Regions from separate parts of the Zea mays genome. Here region 1 is linked to region 2. A link is a contact called in public Hi-C data. All regions are on one chromosome and are shown on one strand. Each heading gives the region's core, a stretch centred on a gene start, on an enhancer-like site or on the middle of the called end of the contact. The rest is flanking DNA. Distances are from core to core; before and after follow the strand shown. Region 1 holds the start of LOC100304287. Region 2 holds the start of LOC100382171 (SAUR-like auxin-responsive protein family).

The links. A called contact is a pair of places that touch in the nucleus more often than the background predicts.
Region 1: a Hi-C map of tassel shows a contact between it and region 2, with 2.0 times the contacts expected there. The contact joins the promoter of LOC100304287 here to the promoter of LOC100382171 in region 2. A contact is called at or near these places in 3 of 25 Hi-C or Micro-C datasets (bundle sheath, ear and tassel).

The regions. Positions count from the first base shown.
Region 1 is chr9:23,814,578-23,820,496 of Zm-B73-REFERENCE-NAM-5.0, forward strand. LOC100304287 reads left to right here and starts at 2,578. Exons shown (of 1, transcript NM_001165729.1): 1 at 2,578-4,067. The coding sequence starts at 2,687. The coding sequence ends at 3,712.
Region 2 is chr9:23,660,057-23,666,160 of Zm-B73-REFERENCE-NAM-5.0, forward strand. LOC100382171 (SAUR-like auxin-responsive protein family) reads right to left here and starts at 4,456. Exons shown (of 1, transcript NM_001321398.1): 1 at 3,403-4,456. The coding sequence starts at 4,292. The coding sequence ends at 3,915.

The DNA of each region.
Region 1 (5,919 bases), core at 1,328-3,827, 150 kb after region 2:
CGATTATTTCAAACCAAAATGTTGTGAACTATAAAGTTTCATAACTTTTTAAGTCATACAACTTTAATTTTGGTGGCATTTCCATTTGAGGTCGTTTTGAAAATTCGAATTTTAAAATTTTGAAATCTAAACATAGTTTTCGTTGGCAAGATGACTTCAAATCAAAAAAATTGCCAACTACATAATTCTATAACTTCTCAAGATCTACAAAGTTTATTTTGATTGTTAGGTCATTTACTTATCCCACATGTTGGTTCTAACATTTTTCATAAATTTTATAAATCTCTCTTGTAGTTTTATATAAACTACGAGAGAGATATAGTTTTTATGAACAAATTTACTTTTATTTTGTCATATGAAAAAATGATCAAAATATAGATTGTACATCTTTTAGTTGAAAACTTTTTCATTTGCCAACTACATAATTTTACTTTTATTGCCAACTACATAATTTTATATAAATTTGTAGTTGAAAACATTTCCGTTTGAAATAATTGACTGCTTTAAATTTGAATCTCAAATTTAAAAACTTTAAACATATTTTTTCTATGACAAGATGATTTAAAATCAAATAATTGTCAATTATAAAGTTTCATAACATTTTAAGGCCTACAACTTTTATTTGGTGGTTTTTCAATCCGATGTCGTTTGAAAAATTCAAATTTTAAAATTCAAACAAACTTTTGCATGACACGATGATTTCAAGCCAAAATATTGTGAACTACAAAGTTTCATAACTTTTTAAGACCTACAACTTTAATATTGATGGCTTTTCCATTTGAGGTCATTTTGAAAATTTGAAGTTTAAAATTTTAAAATCCAGACATAGTTTCCGTTGCCAAGATGATTTCAAATCAAAAAATTGTCAACTATATAATTTTATAACTTCTCAAGATCTACAAAGTTTATTATGATTGTTAGGTCATTTAATTATCCCGCATGTTGGTTCTAATAGTTTACTGCTTGAAAATGTGATTTTAAATTGTTTTTGCCTATTGTTGAAAACAAAAGAAAAATCTTTGTGGAGTGTCAAAGAACTCGTGTGGCCGAAAAAATACTCGTCAAAACATTTGGCACTCGATAAAGAACTAGATTCTGGTAGTGTATCATACCATATACAATTATTTGGAGAACAATACATATTGCAATACCAATTCACATATTAAAGAAGTTAAGTGAGTAGATAACTAATGGTTTCAATGGGCTGGACCAGACCATATGATGACTCAAAATTAGTATTCTAGACCCTATTGAGCATACATGGATAAAATGTCACTCACGGATCCAATTTACTACCTCCGTTCATAAATATATGACTGTTTTCGAAAACTTTGACCACTTGTCTTATTCAAAATATTTTTTTTTCAAAAATGTAAAATTTTAAGGTAAGCACAAACTACCTTAAGTGATAAACAAATCAAAAAAAATAACTTATTTTTTAATAAGACGAGTGGTCAAAGTTTTTTATAAAAGTCAACGGTGTCATGTATTTATGAATGGAGGGAGTACCATATTATGAATCGAGTGAGGTATAGACCCCCCAGACTCATACCCGATGGATGTGAAACCCGTGGGCACCGTGTCCGTGGGTGCGACTACAATCCCTGATCAGCTACATAGGGTGTGTTTGGTTGTAGTGACAGAACATGATGAGATAGAACGATCGCTTAAATAAGGTTGTTTGGTTCATTATTGTCCAAGTTATCTCTCAAAATTGGAAGGACGTATCTGTCCTGCCTGTTTGCAGCTGTCCCGCAACCAAACGCATCCGTAGACATTCGGTGTGGATCCTTTCCGAGATGGGAGCATCAAACATTTATTTATGACGCGTATCACAGATGACCTCCACTGTGATTTACCGTACGCCTATAGCTATGCGTTTCTATCATCTTCAAGGCCAACATCCAATGCATCCTAGCTAGCTTCATGTTAGAGATAGCAAAGCGTTGGGAAAGGGAAAATCCCTGTGATTCTAGTATTAATTCGAAAAAGATCTCGAACGATTTTGGCCTGCTCCAGCAAAGATATCTACTGCATATCTATCTCTAATTGTAGCTACGTTTGGCTAGCTGTTAATAACGAACATTATTGGGCTGCAGTATCACTACTGTGAAACGACCTCTTTAGAGATATATATAGATAGCCAAGCATATATCTCTACAGCCTGCTGCTATCTAGCCTGTGCTGGCAAGCCTAGCGTTGCTGAGCGAGGCGAGGTTAGCTGGATGGGCAGCAAAACCAAGAGAAGTGCCCGTAGTTTTGTTTTCCTAAACAAAACAAAGCGGTTAGCTCCCAAGGCCAACGCATGCACGAAACAAGCATGGAATGGAGTAGGGGGGGCACGGCCGTGGGCGCAATCAGACATGTCAGCGAGGGAGACGTGGGCAGCACCAGCGCAGGCCGCGACCGCGATCAGGATTCAGGATCGGACAGACCGGGACGACTCCGCTGAACACCCCGCCGCGGGGCCCACCCCTGGGCAGGCCAGGCCAGGCCAGGCCCCACCCTCCCGCTCCCGCCCCCCAATCTACGCGCTTGTCTTAACCCCCACCCCCCCTCCCTGGCGCACCGTCGGCCCGGCAGCACCCGCTCGCTTCCTCCCCCACCCCTTTGACCGTCACGCCCGTCGTCGATCGGGACGCACCAGCTCCGCCGCGCTCGCTCGCCCGTGGCCGGCCGGGCGGCGATGGATCCCGTGGCGGCGGCGCACGGCGGCGGCCACCACTTCGCGCCGCCAGTGGCGCCGTTCCACCACGCGTTCGGCGGCGGCCACCACCTGTTCCCGGGACAGCAGCACCCGGCGTTCCAGCATTTCCAGGAGCACCAGCTGGAGCTCATGGGCGGGGTCCCCGCCGGCGCGAAGCAGGAGCTCGGCGACGACAGCAACAACACCATCAACAGCGCGGGGAGCAACGGGAGCGGCGACGGCGACCAGCAGCAGCAGCAGCAGCAGGCCGGGGGCGACGTCGACAACCACCACCAGCACCACCACCACCAGCAGGCCGCGGTGATGCGCCGCCCGCGGGGTCGCCCCGCGGGGTCCAAGAACAAGCCGAAGCCGCCCGTGATCATCACGCGGGACAGCGCCAGCGCGCTGCGCGCGCACGTGCTGGAGGTGGCCGCCGGCTGCGACGTGGTGGACAGCGTGGCCGGCTTCGCGCGGCGCCGCCAGGTGGGCGTGTGCGTGCTCAGCGGCGCCGGCAGCGTGGCCAACGTGTGCGTCCGCCAGCCCGGCGCCGGCGCCGGGGCCGTCACGCTGCCGGGCCGCTTCGAGATCCTCTCCCTCTGCGGCTCCTTCCTCCCGCCGCCGGCGCCGCCCGCCGCCACGGGCCTCACCGTCTACCTCTCCGGCGGGCAGGGCCAGGTGGTGGGCGGGTCCGTGGCCGGGCCGCTCCTCGCGTCCGGCCCCGTCGTCATCGTCGCCGCCTGCTTCGGCAACGCCGCCTACGAGCGCCTCCCGCTCGACGACGACGACCTGCCGCAGCAGCAGCAGCACCTGCCCCCTCCTCCTCCTATTCCGCAGGGCATGCCCGGAGCTGCCGGCGCCGGCGGGCAGTCCTCGTCCCCGCCGCCCCCGCCGCTGCCATTGCCCGGACAACACCCGCTCGCCGACCAGCTCCCCCACGGCCTCATCAACGGCCTCCCTCTCCCCGCTGACGCCTACGGCTGGGCCAACCCAGGAGGCGGCGCCGGCCGCGTCGCCCCGTACTGATCGATCGAATCCGTCGCCGTACCGGACTCGGTCGATCCGGACATGGAAGGGGAACCAACGCTTGCTGCTTCATCGCCATCGGCGGATCGACGACGACAAGTAACGATGCAGCTGCTGCTAAGACTCAATCCCTCCTCCTTCCCCTTTCGCTTGCCTTCTTCTTCTTCCCCTTCTACTTGCTGCTGTGGCGTGTATCGACGAATTCTCATGTCATGGATCGATGCTTAATTAGTCATAGACACCCCCGGCTCGTACCGTAGCAGTGTAATTTAATTTCCCTTCCCCCTAGTAGCTCGCAGTGTGCTTGGAACTGCATGTCAGTCTGCTGCTAAATTTCCTTTTACTCTAATTTCACATGATCGATGATCCATGACTGCTAGCAGCTACTACCTTACAGTATATATTACCTGATGAGCAAGAGCAATTGCAATTGCAACTGCAACTGCAATTGCATGCATCGCATCCATCTGTGTGCCGCTCGCTGTGTAGATCAGCGCTCAGCGGCGGTGTGTAGAGCCAGGCAGCCAGCACAGCTCGCAGAAGCAATTAAGCTCTTCTTTTTTTAATATAAAATAAGTATAATAATCTGTATGTCTCCCATCAGTCCATGTCGGCCGACCTGCTGGAGATCGAGCCATGGAGGAGAGCTAGCTCTCGCTAGGGACGAAGGAGGAGCTAGCTAGCATCGTGCAAACTGCAAAGCCAAACGAGACCTGCCTGCCTGGGCGTATTATTATATTCTAATCTATGGTCACGGCATCATACATAGCAATGCAAAACCAACCACTTCACCACACACCCAGCTGCGAGCCGGACGGCGGCGTACGTCCGTGTCCGGCCGGCTTCGCTCGCTTGTTCTGGCGCTGCGGATCGATGCCGCTGATGATGGTGACGACGACGACGACGATATGGCCACGTACGTGCGATACAACAGCTAGTAGCACACAACCACTTCACCAGCATGTGTGTATGTGACACACGCACGCGACACTGCCTGCTATATTTTATGCTGTCCCAAGTGTCAAACCGGCCGGATTATCCGAGACCCATATTGGTTCAACGCCGGAGAGCTTCGTTCGTCGTCGCCGTTCGTTGCGGCGGACCACCACTCGCTCGCTAGCTCGCTCCGTTGAAACAGCCATATGTATACACCTGGTGTCTGACGCAGTGATGCTCATTAATTAAGAAAAAATATTAATAGATTCGCTGCTGCATGTATATATATGGTTTGCATTTGAAACCATATATTAATCACAAAAGCACAAGGATATATATATAGATGTGTAGCTCGTCTTTGTATGCTTTGTATTAAGTCATTAGCTAGAAATAAAATCTTTAGTCCTTGTTCGGTTGCATGTGTTTGATTAGAGGGATTAACAGAGATTAAATTCTCTTCTATTCATTTTTTACTATCATTAAATTTAATCCCCTACAATCCACTTCTAACCGAACAAACCTTTGCTGGATCCATTCTTTTGCTACTTAGAAACCACCATTGCATCTTTTTTTTTGCTCGGATTGTATTTGTTTTAGATTATTCCTTGGGGCCTAACATGTCCCCAAGACCAAAGTAACCTAGTTCATATAAGTTGAAATTCTAAGTATGTATCCCCTACCCATAGCTCACGCCTTCCTTCTAGCTAGCTACGACCCAATTGCACATCACTATCTGTCAGGCTCCATATATAGAGGGTGTTTGTTTTAGCTTAAAATTGGATTATGCCATCAGAATCAGCTTCTTGTAGCCAAACGCTTCGCTTCTCACTCCTCTTCTTTGAAAATCGTTTTGGTGAAAATCGTCCAAAAAACATGAACATAGAATCCGTCGAGTCGTCGCGATGTGACAAATCCATCACTTTCTAGATTCCAAATCCTATATACACATTCATCTTCCTCCGCACGTAAGCCCTATTATATTCAGATTCTCCACACAACCAGATTCTCCAGAAATCCGGTTTTCTCAATAAAGTTTGCTAGACAAAAAAAACTGAACCAAACAGGCCCATAGAAATTTATGCGTCCTTCTATTGTTTAGAGGTACGGGTGACACACCGGACATAGTTTATCCAACCGGGTACGAGTCTGAGGAAATTTGTCATCCACAACGAGTATGAGAAAATTTGTCATCCAATACCCGATGAGGATTTACCCATTCCATCTCTAGGGGGTGGTCATGAACACATGAGAGATTTGTATTAGGAGAGGAG
Region 2 (6,104 bases), core at 3,206-5,705:
TTCAGAGAGTTCAGCATGCACTTGTCCTTGTTTCAGTACTGTGCTTTGCTGCTAATTCTATTCAATGTGTAGCTTATGATCTGTTTTATAAACAGATTTTAAACGATTAACATGTTTATATCTTCACATTCTCATTGTTTTAATTTACAAATCATTAGGCATGCAACATATATGTCCATTTTTTCCCAATCCTATTAATTTGGGGTTATAGAAATGCTCGTACATCACCCCCCTTTGTTAGGAGTAGCTAGGTAGTAATTTAAGTACATGGCCCAGTTGAATAGTCGAACCTTGTAAATATGGCAGTGATATAGTGATACCTTGCCTGATTGTAGTACATGAGGTTTCTTGTGCAGCAGCTAGCCGCGAGTGACTGTGGGTGAAGCTCCTACGGACGCCGATCCGCCATCACCGTGGCAAGGAAGGAGCCTGCCCGCCCCTCCAATGCGCCCGCTTCGCTCGACGCATGTTGCCAGATCTGCAGCGACGGTGACCGGTGGATGCAACGCCACGAGTGACGGTGGGAGCTCACATCATTATTTTTGAAGTTTTTTTATTAGGAAGGTAGCACCACTTTTCTGAAAAAAAATGTTTAACCATATCTTTCAATACTGAAATTAAATCTTGATGGCTATCTTTGTTCTACTTCATGTCATATTTGTGAGTAATATGATTGCTAATTTATTTGTGCACTATTAATACCACTTATGTCGCGTAGTTACTATTTGTAAACATATATATCCAGGTTTTGGTCGAAGCAGAAATTTTGTTTCAATAGGATTTTGGATGCGACGAGAAGTTCGCCATCATAGATGATTGGGTTAGCCACTTGGTACCTGCATACGAGGATAGAATTGTGAGGATCTATGCCAAGAAGCCTGAGTTGGTTAGTGCACATGAAGTGAGCTACTTTGTTTTCATCGTATTCATAAGTTTCCGAATGTTAATGAAATACTGGAATCGAGGTTGATGTATCTCCAGAAGAGAATGTATGGTGAGAAGACTTAAGTCATGAGATGTCCAAGAGAAAGAGGATTAGATCTAACTAGCCATTGCAATGTATTTTTGGAATATGACTTCATTTTATTTTGAAGGATTGATCGAATACTTATTTTGCCTTGTAATGATATTGTTATGTTATTTGGAAAACAAAACATAATAGCCCAAGTTGTGCATATCATAATGATATTCGTCGTTCTATATCTTACGTTTTATACAAATTTGTAACTCTCGTGGCAACGCACGGGCACCTACCTAGTAGAAGAATAAGGAGCGGGGGAGCAGGATCGTACATCATCGCCTTGGCCTGGCAGAAAGAAATAATGCATGGTGCCTGGCAGATGGCACAAAGATGAGTGATATCTAAATTTTATTCAGGTGGTTCAGATAGCACCTCAAATGGTAAAGCGTTGAGGCAGAACCTCTTTGACATAACTTGACCATCAACTTTTGAGACAAAAAAAAAGGTGCAAGGAAAATGAACAAAAGAAAAAATCAAGCAGTGCTATCATTCACAATATCCTGCCTGTCTCTAGGTTGTCCCTAGCTTGCTGTAGGCATGAGTTTTGCGCCCAAAAACCAAACATGCATATATGGCTATCTATGTTCGGTGTCATATGGCATGTCTGCTATATGCTGGTCCATGACTTTTTTTTTTATTTTCTTCTTCTGACACGCCATGTCCTTGCTTTAACTTTCCACGCCTTACAGTATTGTATGAAATTATGGCATGGATGAGGTTGGTTAGCAACTGTTTAATGCCTTGTAGAATCTTAGATTGGTCTAAAAAGAGTTCACGCCTTACGGTATATGGTATAAAAATCAAGCCAGTCATTTGTCCAGGGCATATCAATGGCCACTCTGTTTATACATTTGTATCACTGTCCCGCCTAGTGCTGGGAATTGGGTCGGGCCGGGCCAGCCCGGCCCAAGCCCATCGTGCTTCGTGCCAAACGGGTTCGTGCCAGAAAAGCCCAAACATTTTTTGGGCCGTGTCGTGCCAGCCCGAAGTGTAAAAACAGTGGCCCAACCCGGCCCTAAACAACGTCGTGCCTTCGTTGGGCCGTGCCGGCCCAAGCCCGGCCCGTATATTTGACCACATAAAATCAAAATATTATAATCATATAAAATTCATAACTTACTAAATTAAAGATATTAAACAATTATAACATCATTTAACCACATAAACTCCAAATATAACAACAATATACAGTCGATATCTTATTAAATTAAAGAAATTAAATAGATTGGGCTCAATTGGGTCGTGCCGGCCCAAGCCCGACCCATCTATGCGTGCCGTGCTGGGGGCCCGACGGGTCGGAATTTGAGGCCCGGCCCAGGCCCGACTTCGGGCCGTGCTAGCCCGGCCCATATTGTTTCGTGTCGGACCGTGCTTTGGGCTCTTATTTTCGGGTCGTGCTCGTGCTGGCCCGAAAAGCCCGGCCCAGATTCCCAGCACTAGTCCCGCCAGTTAGATGTTAGCAGATGCGATCTCTAATCCTCCGTGGCACCCGCATTGTCTCTGGCAAACTGTCTGTGATGGCACAGGAATGTGGGGGCCTCGCTCGTCTGACACGCAGGAGGAGGTTCTTATTGCGATGGTGAAAATGCGCCGGAGCGTTGTCCAGGCCAGCAGCAGCAAAGGATCCCGCTCCTTGAGCTGAGATGCCCGGGCCACCCGCCTGCTGCCGGCGCCCCCTCCCCCGCTGTTGGCTCGATCGGCTCTGTTACTCTGGGCGGTGTTCAGGCCCAGGCGGTTGGGCGTCCGCCGCGGCCACACGAGCGCCCGCACCGCACATGGGCTGCCCCCTGGCGCCATGCCATGTTCTCTGGCCTGGCCGGAATTCAATTCACCTCCTGCGGCTCCAGCCCGCTGCAAGCAGGTCCTCCAGTTCGCCGCCGCGGGAAGCCTCGGCCAGGACGTATGTGCTGTGCGCCGCGCGACATGCGGATCGGAGCCAGCCAACGGCAACGCCCGTGACCTGGGCCGCGCAGTGCAGCCGGATCGGACGACACATGACATGAGGCCTGACGGCCTGTTCGCAATTTCTTTTCCAGCGTTCCGGAGTTGATTAATGTTTTTTTTTTGCTATTTACTCTATACTTGTATTCATGAGCATTTCCGTTATAGTGAGAATCAAAAGATATAGCATAATGAGTAGATATCAAGCTACCTTGAGTAAAGAGGAGGTCGTGCAAAATGCAGCTACTGTCGAGAGGAGGAGGAAAGAAAGTAGTACGCATATCGTTTTTGCTTCACGCAAAAAAAATTGATCGATGAAACATGAGACGGAGGAAGGAAAGTAGTACGCATATCTGAATAATGCTTGATGATGTCGGTTCGTATGGTCGCCCATATCAGGTAGCTCTGGCTTGCATGCCATCGTCGGGCCATGCATGTGTGCTTGCCATCAATATCTTTGCATGTATAGAAAAAAAATAAGAAAACATTGATGATGGTTCACTTGTCGCACTGGCTGGCCTAACCATATCTACTTGCAGCAGGAGTCCGGCCATGAACAGACAGAACGCAGCACAAACAACGTACATGTAGAGCACAGAGCAGCGGCCAACAGCTAGTCAAATAGCCAGCAGTGAAGCTCTGGAGCTCTCGCTCCGTCCATGCATCCATATCACTCCATCGATCTCCTCCTCCGTCGCCCGGCCGTCGATCACCAGTGCCGGTCCGGGCGGGTGGGCGGGCGCATGCCATGCACCACCACCTGTATCTCTTCTCTAATAATCGATATTTACACACGCCATTAACATCGTAGGTGCTCTCGCCGTCGCCGAGCGAGTGAGCTAGCTGTGGCCTGTGGGCCGAACCAATGAACCGAATCTCGAATAGGCGGCGCCGCAGCGTCCGTGGGGGCATCCAAATCCCAAGCACGCGGCGGCAGGACACGGGCGCGCGTTCACCGGGCGCAGGCGAGCGCGGAGGTGAGGGAGCGGAAGGCGACCTCCTCGCAGGGGAGGACGAGGGCGCCGCCGGCGCCGCCGGCGCCCGCGAACCCAAACTCCTCCTCGGCGCGCCGCAGCAGGGTCCGGAACTCGGGGCGGTCCAGTAGCGCGATGGGCACCACGAACCGGCGCCGCCGCTCGCCCACGTACACCGCGAAGTGGCCGCGCGGCACGTCGGACGGCAGCCCCGTGGCCTCCTCCTCCTCCTTCTCATCCTCCCCAACGCTGCGCTGATGCTGCTGCTGGCGCCGTCCCAGGCTCGAGCACCGCTTCAGGATGTGCTTCAGCCCCGACGCCGCCGCGCCGCCCTGCTTCTTGTTGACGATCGCCATGTGTGTGTTGTATTGAGCGCGCACGCGCGTATACGCGCACGTACGTACCACGAGCGCTAGCTGGCGGTCGGGACGACGACGGCAACGACGACTAGCTAGCTTGGAAGTTGGAACTCGCGATCGAAAGTGAGATGGTGGAGCACTGGAGCGGGGTCGATATGAAGTGTGGTGGTTGGCGACGGCGAGCGGGACGGCGGGGTGGTATTATAGGTGGAGAAATGAGCCAGGCCTGCTCTGGGTGGGGCAGCACGACACGAGTTCCACATACCAAGTAGTCTCCCGTGCCAATGCCGGTATGTGGTCTGGCCTCTGGCCCCTATAGTATAAACATAACACTGAAAAATCTGATTTAGTTGTAAGCTTTGGAGAAATTGTTGTGAGCTCATTCATGACTAGGATCTGGGAGACGTCACCCAACAGGACTCGAACGACTTCGGTCCTATAAACAGTTGAATTTTTTATTTTTTTTGTAAAGTGTGTAAACGTGAGATTTTGATTAAAAAAAAAATATAAGACGTCAAACGACGAGGGAGCGGGGCACGGCAGGGTGGGGCCGGGCGCCCGTGGGCTTGCTGGGCATGCATGCACGTGGACCCGGCACCACCTGTCTGCAGTCTCCATGTTTCTTACCGTACGTGCACAGTGTACTACGTGCAGCAGTTGCAACTTGCAAGGGTCAAGCCGGTAGGTGGGTGGGGTATTCATTAGATGTCCAAACGGGCCACCCGGCACGGACCCGGTCCGAACCCGTTTCGGCCCGGTACGAATAGGGTCGGGCCAGGCACGGCCCGTTAATACTTCAGGTCGGGTCGGGCTGGCCCACGTGCCTAGGGACATGCCCAAACCCGGCACGTACAGGGAAAAATCGTGCCGGGCCGGCCCGTTGGCCCGGTGGGCCTCAACGGACCGGGCCGGGCACTGGCCCGAACCAACAGTAGAGCGGTATATAAATACATATATTTAACAGAATTAATCATATATAATAACATATTATTTACATATATTAAGACAACACAATATTTATGTATGCATTTTATATTTATGTATGCATTTTATATATGTTTGGCCGCGTATTTAGTATTTACATATTATGAGAGAATTAAATGTATTTACATATTTAGTATTTACATAAATATGCGGGCCGTCGTCGGGCCAACCCATTTATCGGGCCGGGCCAGGCCAAAGCACGCGGGCCGTCGTATCTGCCCATACCCGGCCCGCTAAACGGGCCGTGCCAGTCTGGACCCGTAACCGACCGTGCCGGGCCGTGTTTGGAACGGGCTAAATTCGTGTCGTACCACGGGCCAAATTCGTGTTTACCCGAACCTCTTTTTCATCACTAGCTATAGGACCATTTTTCACCTCTGTTCGTTGTTCAATCTACACTGTCTGTATCCAACTTTCCATCATGTATGGCCACTCTCACTTTGCATCTTGCAAGTTACCACACGCAATGCAGCTCGAGAAAAGATACCACGCCTTTGCAGGGCAGGGGCGGATCCAGCCCATTTTTGTGGTGCCCTGTGACACCAACAAATTTTAGCTATCTCCATTAAAATGTATGTTTGTTAGTGCTTAAATGAGTTGATGAGACTATAACTTAATAATAAAGATGACACCAATAATTATTTTGTCTAGACGGTCCGCTAGCTCCTGCTGGCTGCTGCAGGGTCAACAGGCCGCATATATGATATATCCAAGGTGCTCTCTTTTAAAGTGCAAGGAGTAGCGCGCGCGCGCGTTGACATTTTGATCGAACGGGACGACGACGCGAGCGAGTTGACAGCTAGCTGAAACCATAATCTCTCAAAG